2 separate regions of the Zea mays genome follow, and region 1 is linked to region 2. Evidence: chromatin contacts called from public Hi-C data. All regions are on one chromosome and are shown on one strand. The core of a region is the stretch at or near the end of the contact, and the rest is flanking DNA. Distances in the headings are between cores, read along the strand shown.

The links. Hi-C and Micro-C count contacts between places; a contact is called where the count stands out from the background.
Region 1: a contact with region 2 is called in a Hi-C map of tassel, with 4 times the contacts expected there. The contact joins the promoter of LOC100286142 here to the promoter of LOC100273789 in region 2. A contact is called at or near these places in 7 of 25 Hi-C or Micro-C datasets (ear, leaf, leaf mesophyll and 3 more).

Annotation. Positions count from the first base shown.
Region 1 is chr3:151,300,609-151,304,147 of Zm-B73-REFERENCE-NAM-5.0, reverse strand. It overlaps LOC100286142 (pyridoxal phosphate enzyme), which reads right to left and starts at 2,062. Exons shown (of 7, transcript NM_001159030.2): 1 at 1,753-2,062; 2 at 1,569-1,635; 3 at 1,136-1,182; 4 at 879-966; 5 at 408-541; 6 at 216-314; 7 at 1-120. The coding sequence starts at 1,974. The coding sequence ends at 40. LOC100381986 (WD repeat-containing protein 33) reads right to left here. Exons shown (of 18, transcript NM_001174756.1): 18 at 2,737-3,159. The coding sequence ends at 3,085.
Region 2 is chr3:150,926,957-150,930,325 of Zm-B73-REFERENCE-NAM-5.0, reverse strand. It overlaps LOC100273789 (Villin-2), which reads left to right and starts at 1,999. Exons shown (of 24, transcript NM_001360444.1): 1 at 1,999-2,313.

The DNA of each region.
Region 1 (3,539 bases), core at 813-3,312, 370 kb before region 2:
GGACTGGGTATTGAGATGACACTTATGCGTTGAATCTCACTAGTTCTGCCTTTTGTTTGGATACTCCCTTGGTCCAAAAATGGTTGATCCAATCCTCACATTCGTGCTGCCCATCTCAATCTGCATAAAGTTAACATTAGTTGATGGAACTCCAGGATTGTGTAGTCTTGTTTCAGCATTCCTATGCAAAGAATGAGAATGATTATATTACAAACCGCTTGCTCAAAGTCACCAGACATTCCCATGGAGAGTTCAAACTGTTCTGTTGGTATGTCAAGGGCCTTGCAAACTTCAAGCTTACAATTAACCAATGCCTGTATTCAAAGCACTCAAAACAACAGGTTATGAAAGCCAACGCAAAATGCTCGTTGTTGTTTGCGACGAAGTAAGACTGGATAAGCACCCACCTTAAAATTTTCTGGTGTTGACGAGTAGTCTTTCATACCTATTGTCATCAGACCTGAAAATATTAGGTGTGGGCATGCTAGTTTCACATGCTTAGCAAGGTCGACACATTTGGAGGGATCGATTCCAGATTTAGCTGAACAAAAGAAAATGTTTAGTCCATGAACCTGCAGCTGCGTGGTAAGCTAATTATATGAAAGATGAATGTGGACATTGCAGAATGATAATAATTTGAACTTGGTCATAAGTTCGCTTTTACTTTTTATTTTCCAAACTTGTCACTTGTAATTTAAGGTATGCTTCTGAAGTAATAAACTGACTTCTGATATAGCAATTGGTTGCAAAATGAAAGAATATCAATTATAATCTATCAGATCAAGGCAAATGTGGAAACAAATAGCACAAGTGCTTTGTTCGGGAAAATTAATCAAGAGATAAGAGTTCTGATTTCTCAATACTTATTATGCACTCACATTCTTCTCCACTAGTGTTCACTTGAACCAAAACTTTCAAAGGCTGCCTTCCCAAACTGTTGACAGCTCGATCTAGGTGGTTAGCAATCTGAAAGTTGTGGAGTCTATGTTTTAATACAGAAATCCACAATTGCAGGTAACAGATACAAGAACCTGACTAAATAATAACTTAACAAGCATTAAGCTATTAGTCTCCATCTTTTGTACATACATTAGATAAATAATAGAAGGAACAGTACTTGTTGCCGATTGCTTACCTTTTCATTGTCTACGCCCTCAACCATATCAAGATTTGGAACAGCAGCTGAAAAAAAAGGATAGACAAGGCTTAACTGGCATTCTGGCAATACAAACGCGAGACAATGTCAAGAAAAGCACCATGAAAGAATTGTGTTGATAATCTTATTCTTATCATTTTCGGCTTTTCATATACTGTACACTGCTTAGTAACTATATTACTACTAATTGTCATGATGGTGCTAAGCAAGAACAACTTTCCATAACTAACTCTTCATTACAAGGTGACGTAAGTGGCAAACACTAAATAAAAATAACATTTAGAACTTCAATTTCTAACTACTCGTGAACAAACCAGCTTTCCTTTTCTTTTTGAAGGATGCTTATAGCTTTGTTGATGCAGGTTAACTTACTCTTTAACTCCGTATACAATTGAAAAAAATATATGCACACCTAACAGTGGTTTCACTTTGTTGCTCTGCAGGTGCCCGATAAAATGCCACCGGGTATCTTGCGGAAGCTGCAAAACACGGCGAGAGCAAATCGTTCATTTCCCTCCACTCCACCTCCACACGATGGATGCGCTGCAAAGATGCAAAAAGCGAACGAAACAATCGAAATGGAGACCAGACAGCACCTGGGGGGCCTTGGTGACGAACTCCTGCACGTAGTTCTCGCCGAAGCAGCGGTGGCCCGCGTCGTATAGCTGCCGCAGCATCGAAACAGGCTTGGTCTTCCCCACCGCCACAACCCGTACCGCCTCCGCGGCGCACCCCGACCGCTCCGCCGCCATACCCGCCCGCCCCAGCACGGCTCGCAGCGCCGTCGCGGCCACCCCCTCCGCCGCAGTCGCTGCCATCGCCCCACCACCTCTCCTTTCTCCTCCTGTCTTCGATGCTGCTGGTGGTTGTCGCCAGCCCCGCAGCATCACAAGACGAAACGGGCCGGCCTTAGCAGCGCAGCCCAGATCACAAGGGGAGAACCCATTTAAGGAAACTCTGTAAGCCTTGATAGGTGGGCCAAGCTGTGGTAATGCCCATGCGGTTGGATGTGGCTGAGAGCACGACTGAAGACGATGGATGTGGTGTAGGCCACCATGGATGCGTCCGATGCAGCCTTTCAAATGTTTGACCTGTTTTGCACGATAGCACAATGCACCAGCAAATAATGGTGCTGGCGTCAGTTTAACGTAAACTGTGTTTTTTTTAAAAGAAAAAACATCTTGTGCCACAAGATTGCACAATTTTTTGTAAAGAAAAACCATCTCGTGTCACAAGATTGCACATGCGATAGATCTCATATTGTAACACTCCATTCACTTCTGGACCAGCTATACTTACTCATGTCAGTTCTATAGAATCATATATTATTCCCACAAACCAACACATATCTTTTATGTGTACTTTATGTTCACTCATACACACCCAAAAAACTTACCGATCGATCACACGTCCCAAATTGCTCGTCAAGCACCCTTAATTTGAAGATTTTTTCAAGACAGACTTAAAAAAAGAAAATACATCTTGTTGATATGAATACACTATCAATTCTATTAAGCCTTAGGCCAATCAATTCTACTGTCAACCGGGGTCAGGATATCACACGTATTGACTGCCATCGTCTGTCAACAACTCGTAAAGTACACATGCAATAACTGGCACAAGTGAAGTTCACGCTTCTCAAAACTGAGGGAAAGAATTCTCTATGTTCAACATCTAAGCAGCCGGCAAGTAAAGGCACGATTCGAATTACAGTACAAATGAGGCACATGACAGAAGGCCCCCAGTTGTAAACCACAGCACGAGATAGCAAAAATCCTAGCTGCCTGAGCAATAATCGTGAAGAAATCCCTCGTGATTTGCGGGAGTCTAGACACGCTGATATTGCTCGAGATGGATTTACATGCTACAAATTTAGTGTCACGAGAAAGTTTAGGTTCAGTACAATCCTTGTTTTGCTCCAGGGATGGTCACTGTGTTGCCGAGCCTCCTCGAGGCGGCGGGTGCTGTGGCGGTGGCGGTGTAAGGCCAACATTACCCATTCCCTGCAGAAATCAGCAACACCAATGCTTTTCAGTAAATATGGTCAATCTATAGTAATGTGGCTAGGTAATGCAGAAAAGTTTAGTGATGCAGATGACTAAGGTCCGTTTGTTTCCTTCTAGGATTATATAAACTGCCTTATTTTGTATAAATTATACAATCCATGTTATATATTCTAGTTTATATAATCTTATTTATTGAGTAAATATTCACCCAGTTCCAAGGGTTCTAGTTTATATAATCTTATTTATTGAGTAAATATTCACCCAGTTCCAAGGGTAGTGGATAAAAAGCCAAAAAAATCTACAATAAGAACCTAATAACCTGCTTATGGATTATTATGGAAAGAGGGAATCGGTGGTATAGAAAAAGGAACAACAAC
Region 2 (3,369 bases), core at 750-3,249:
TTCCCGGCGAAGACGGCGTCGGAGGCCAGTATGGGGCTCCGCGGCTTGGACGACAGAGAGAGGGGATGCTTCACCCACTTGGCGGATCCGGAGGGGGTGTAGGATAGCGCGGGGAGGTCGGTGAGGACGAGCACCGTGCCGGCGGGGCCGGCGAGGGCGGTGCCGTGGCGTGCCCAGGCGGATCCGAGCTAGGGCAAGAGGGCCGTGTCGACAACCTCGACCTCAAGAACGCCGGCCTGGCGGGGACGCTCTCGCCGTCGCTCCCCTCGCTCGCGGCGCTGCGCGACCTCAGCCTCCAGGGGAACAACCTCTATGGCGCGCTCCCGTCCCTCCGGCGGCGAAAATGGCGGATGCAAAAATCCTGGCGTTCGCGGGCGGGCGGGCGGACGGGGTAGGGAGACGGGGGCAGTTTACACTTCTCTCTTAATAGTTAGTAGAGATATTCAGCGGCATCGGCATGGCGTTGTTTCTGACGTCTCTTGGTTGGTTTGTCTGTCAGTAAATTAATTTAAATTCAAGCGTGGGAGACTAACCCTTTTTATTGTGAGATTTTTTTCTTTCAATTTTTCTACGACCCTCCGTTCTAAATTATTATTAGTTGTTTCAAAGATAGTTTTTATCATGTACCTAAAAATATACCGTGCTATATCTCGCAGGAAACTAGATATCCGGCCAAAATGAAGTGTAATTTGGAATGGGAAGGAGTATAATCCGCCGCATGCGTTGACTTTGTTGAGCACGTCCAAACTCCAAACACGCATCGGGTCGGTGATGGTGAACGAAATTTGAAAAGGCAAGCAAAGGCCCCCTGCCAGTGGCGGAGCTCTATAAAATTAATGTCCCGGGCCACTCTATAAAACTTGAAGGTTAATTTAGACATTCCCTAATATATTATACGGCTAAATATACCGCTAAAAAAAATATACCACAAACATAGACTAAAATAGTATTTACTTCAAATCATCATCTAAAAATACAATAAACTTGATAAAAAAACATAAAGGTACCTAATTAGAGACGATTTGGTCCTTCCCCGCATCTAATAACTTCATCAACATTAGCACGTGAATTTAAACCTACACATTACAAGTTAAATATTTGTATAAAATGAGAGATACAACATGACAATATCAATCTACCATCACATAAACATTTAACAATCTAGTATTTAGCTCGTTGTTTACTAATAAAAAAAAAGAAGCTAAGGAAATGAGAAGCGCTTACCGTTAGTAGGACTGGTTGGCGGCTGGCCGAGTCACGAGTGGGCACTGGCCGTCTGGCTGAGTGTTACTTCACGGAATTATCGCATAGCCGCATGGGAATATCCGAATATGCACCGAACGCCTGCTGCCTTGCTTCCTACTGGTTGGACGCGCGGCGCACCGCGCACGCCGCACGGGACCTGGACGTGGGACGCCTGGCTCACTGGCTGGATGGCTGGCTGGACCGGACCTGGCTACTTGCCGCTGCCGCGTGCGGACGACGGCCGACCGGACGGGGAGACACCGAGCGCGGACGACGCACGGGCAGGGCGGCAGCCGGCACGGACGCAGAACACTGTAGGGCGACGGCCGATGGCGAACGGCGGACCACGGAGGCGTCAGGCGCGGACCAAACTCCACTCATCCACCAGTCGCGCCGACAGCCGCACGGATGTGCAGTTAGCGCATCGGCTAGCAGACCTTTGTGTTTGGCCCGTTAGGGTTTATTTTAGGCCAAAATCTCTAATACGTACTATATATATAAAATTGTTTTGGGCTATGACCCGGGCCACGGCCCAGGTGGCCCGGGTCTGATATCCGCCCCTGCCCCCTGCCGCCCTGGTCGGTCGGTGCCGGTGGTCCGTCGGCCGTACGTATCCTGTTACAGTAGTACGTGGCACGTAGACGAGCCGAGCCAGCTGACCCAGCCAGCAGTGCCGCCCCCGTGGCCCCTTCCATCATTCATCGCCTCCTCCGCTGCCCCTTATTTACGCTGGCCACTCTGTTCCAGGTGGCTCCTCCTCCCTCTCTCCCCCGTGTCCGTCCGCCCTCCGCCTGTGGCCTCGCCTCCCCGCATTCCGCTCGCCCCTCCCTGATACGGTGATACCGCGATCAGCGGGGCGCCCCGCGCCCGCCTCTTCTCTCTCTCTCGCGCGCGCGAGAGTAGCAGATCCGGCGATTCGCATTCCGCTCGCCCCTCCCTGATACGGTGATACCGCGATCGGCGGGGCGCCCGCGCCCGCCTCTTCTCTCTCTCGCGCGCGAGAGCAGCAGATCCGGCGATCCGCAGGCCCTCCGCCGGCGCCCCGCCTGCCCGACGATCTAGATCCAGGTATTTGGTATGTTCTCTCTCCCTCCTTCTCATCTCAATTGCGCAGCTCCCGCAGGTGTCCTCGCGGTGATAGATCCGTCCGTCCGCCCGCTCCGCGGTCTGGCTGTGTTTCTCCTTTCGCTGGTTAGTTCGTTGGCATAGCTCCCGCGGACGAATTGCTTCTCCAGACGACTCGTTTGTTTCCTGTGAGCGCCGGAATGAAATCCAATCCAATCCGTTCTGGATTCACCCATTTTGCTGCCGATTTGTTTACCGCCCGGTGGAATGCTGCGACCGCTTTGGCACTCTCCATTTTTGTTCTGGAGTCTCTTAATCTCAAGCTCAACACAACCATAAGCTGTCCGTCGTGTCTTCGTTGCTGGAAGACAATTCTCATGATTGGGCTGCCGCGAGCACCCAGTTTGCGTGTTAAGCATCAACATCTGACTGTGGCAATTACCGTGAGCAATGAGGACTGGGCGTAGCACAGTTGGTTCGTTCGCCGGGTGTGCGAGCGGCCGGGCGTGGGTTCAATCCCCAGGATTGACACTCCATGCCTCACGTTGGGGTTTTTCCTGGTAGGGTTTACACACGCGAGCGCTGTGCGCGTTCAATGGTACTGCATGTTTCCCGTGCACTAGAGGTCTAGACTTCTCAGTCCCTTTCTAATGTGTGTATTGGACGCACGAGTGTCTGTGGTGTGAGTTTGCGGCGTCCTTGTACTAGGGATTACATTTTCGTTTTGGGGTTTCCGAAATCCGTTTTGTTGACCAAAGTTTGACTTTTATATTTTCAAATTTGAAACCTAAATACATAAAAAACTGGACCGAAATTTGTATCTCGGAACACATTGAAATCGGGAAATTTTATCGGATTTTGGTGTTTCCCGAGCGAGATTTTAGTCTCTGCCTTGTACCCTATCAAAAAAATACCTTGAACAATTCATGTCTCTATCATAGGTAGGGAAAACACTGTCCTGCACACCTTGTTGCTGCTCTAGCGTGATATTTGTTTTCTCAAGGCTAGTGGAAGGCAGGCAAGGCGCCAAAGCCAAGAGTGACACAAGCCCCAGTGTTG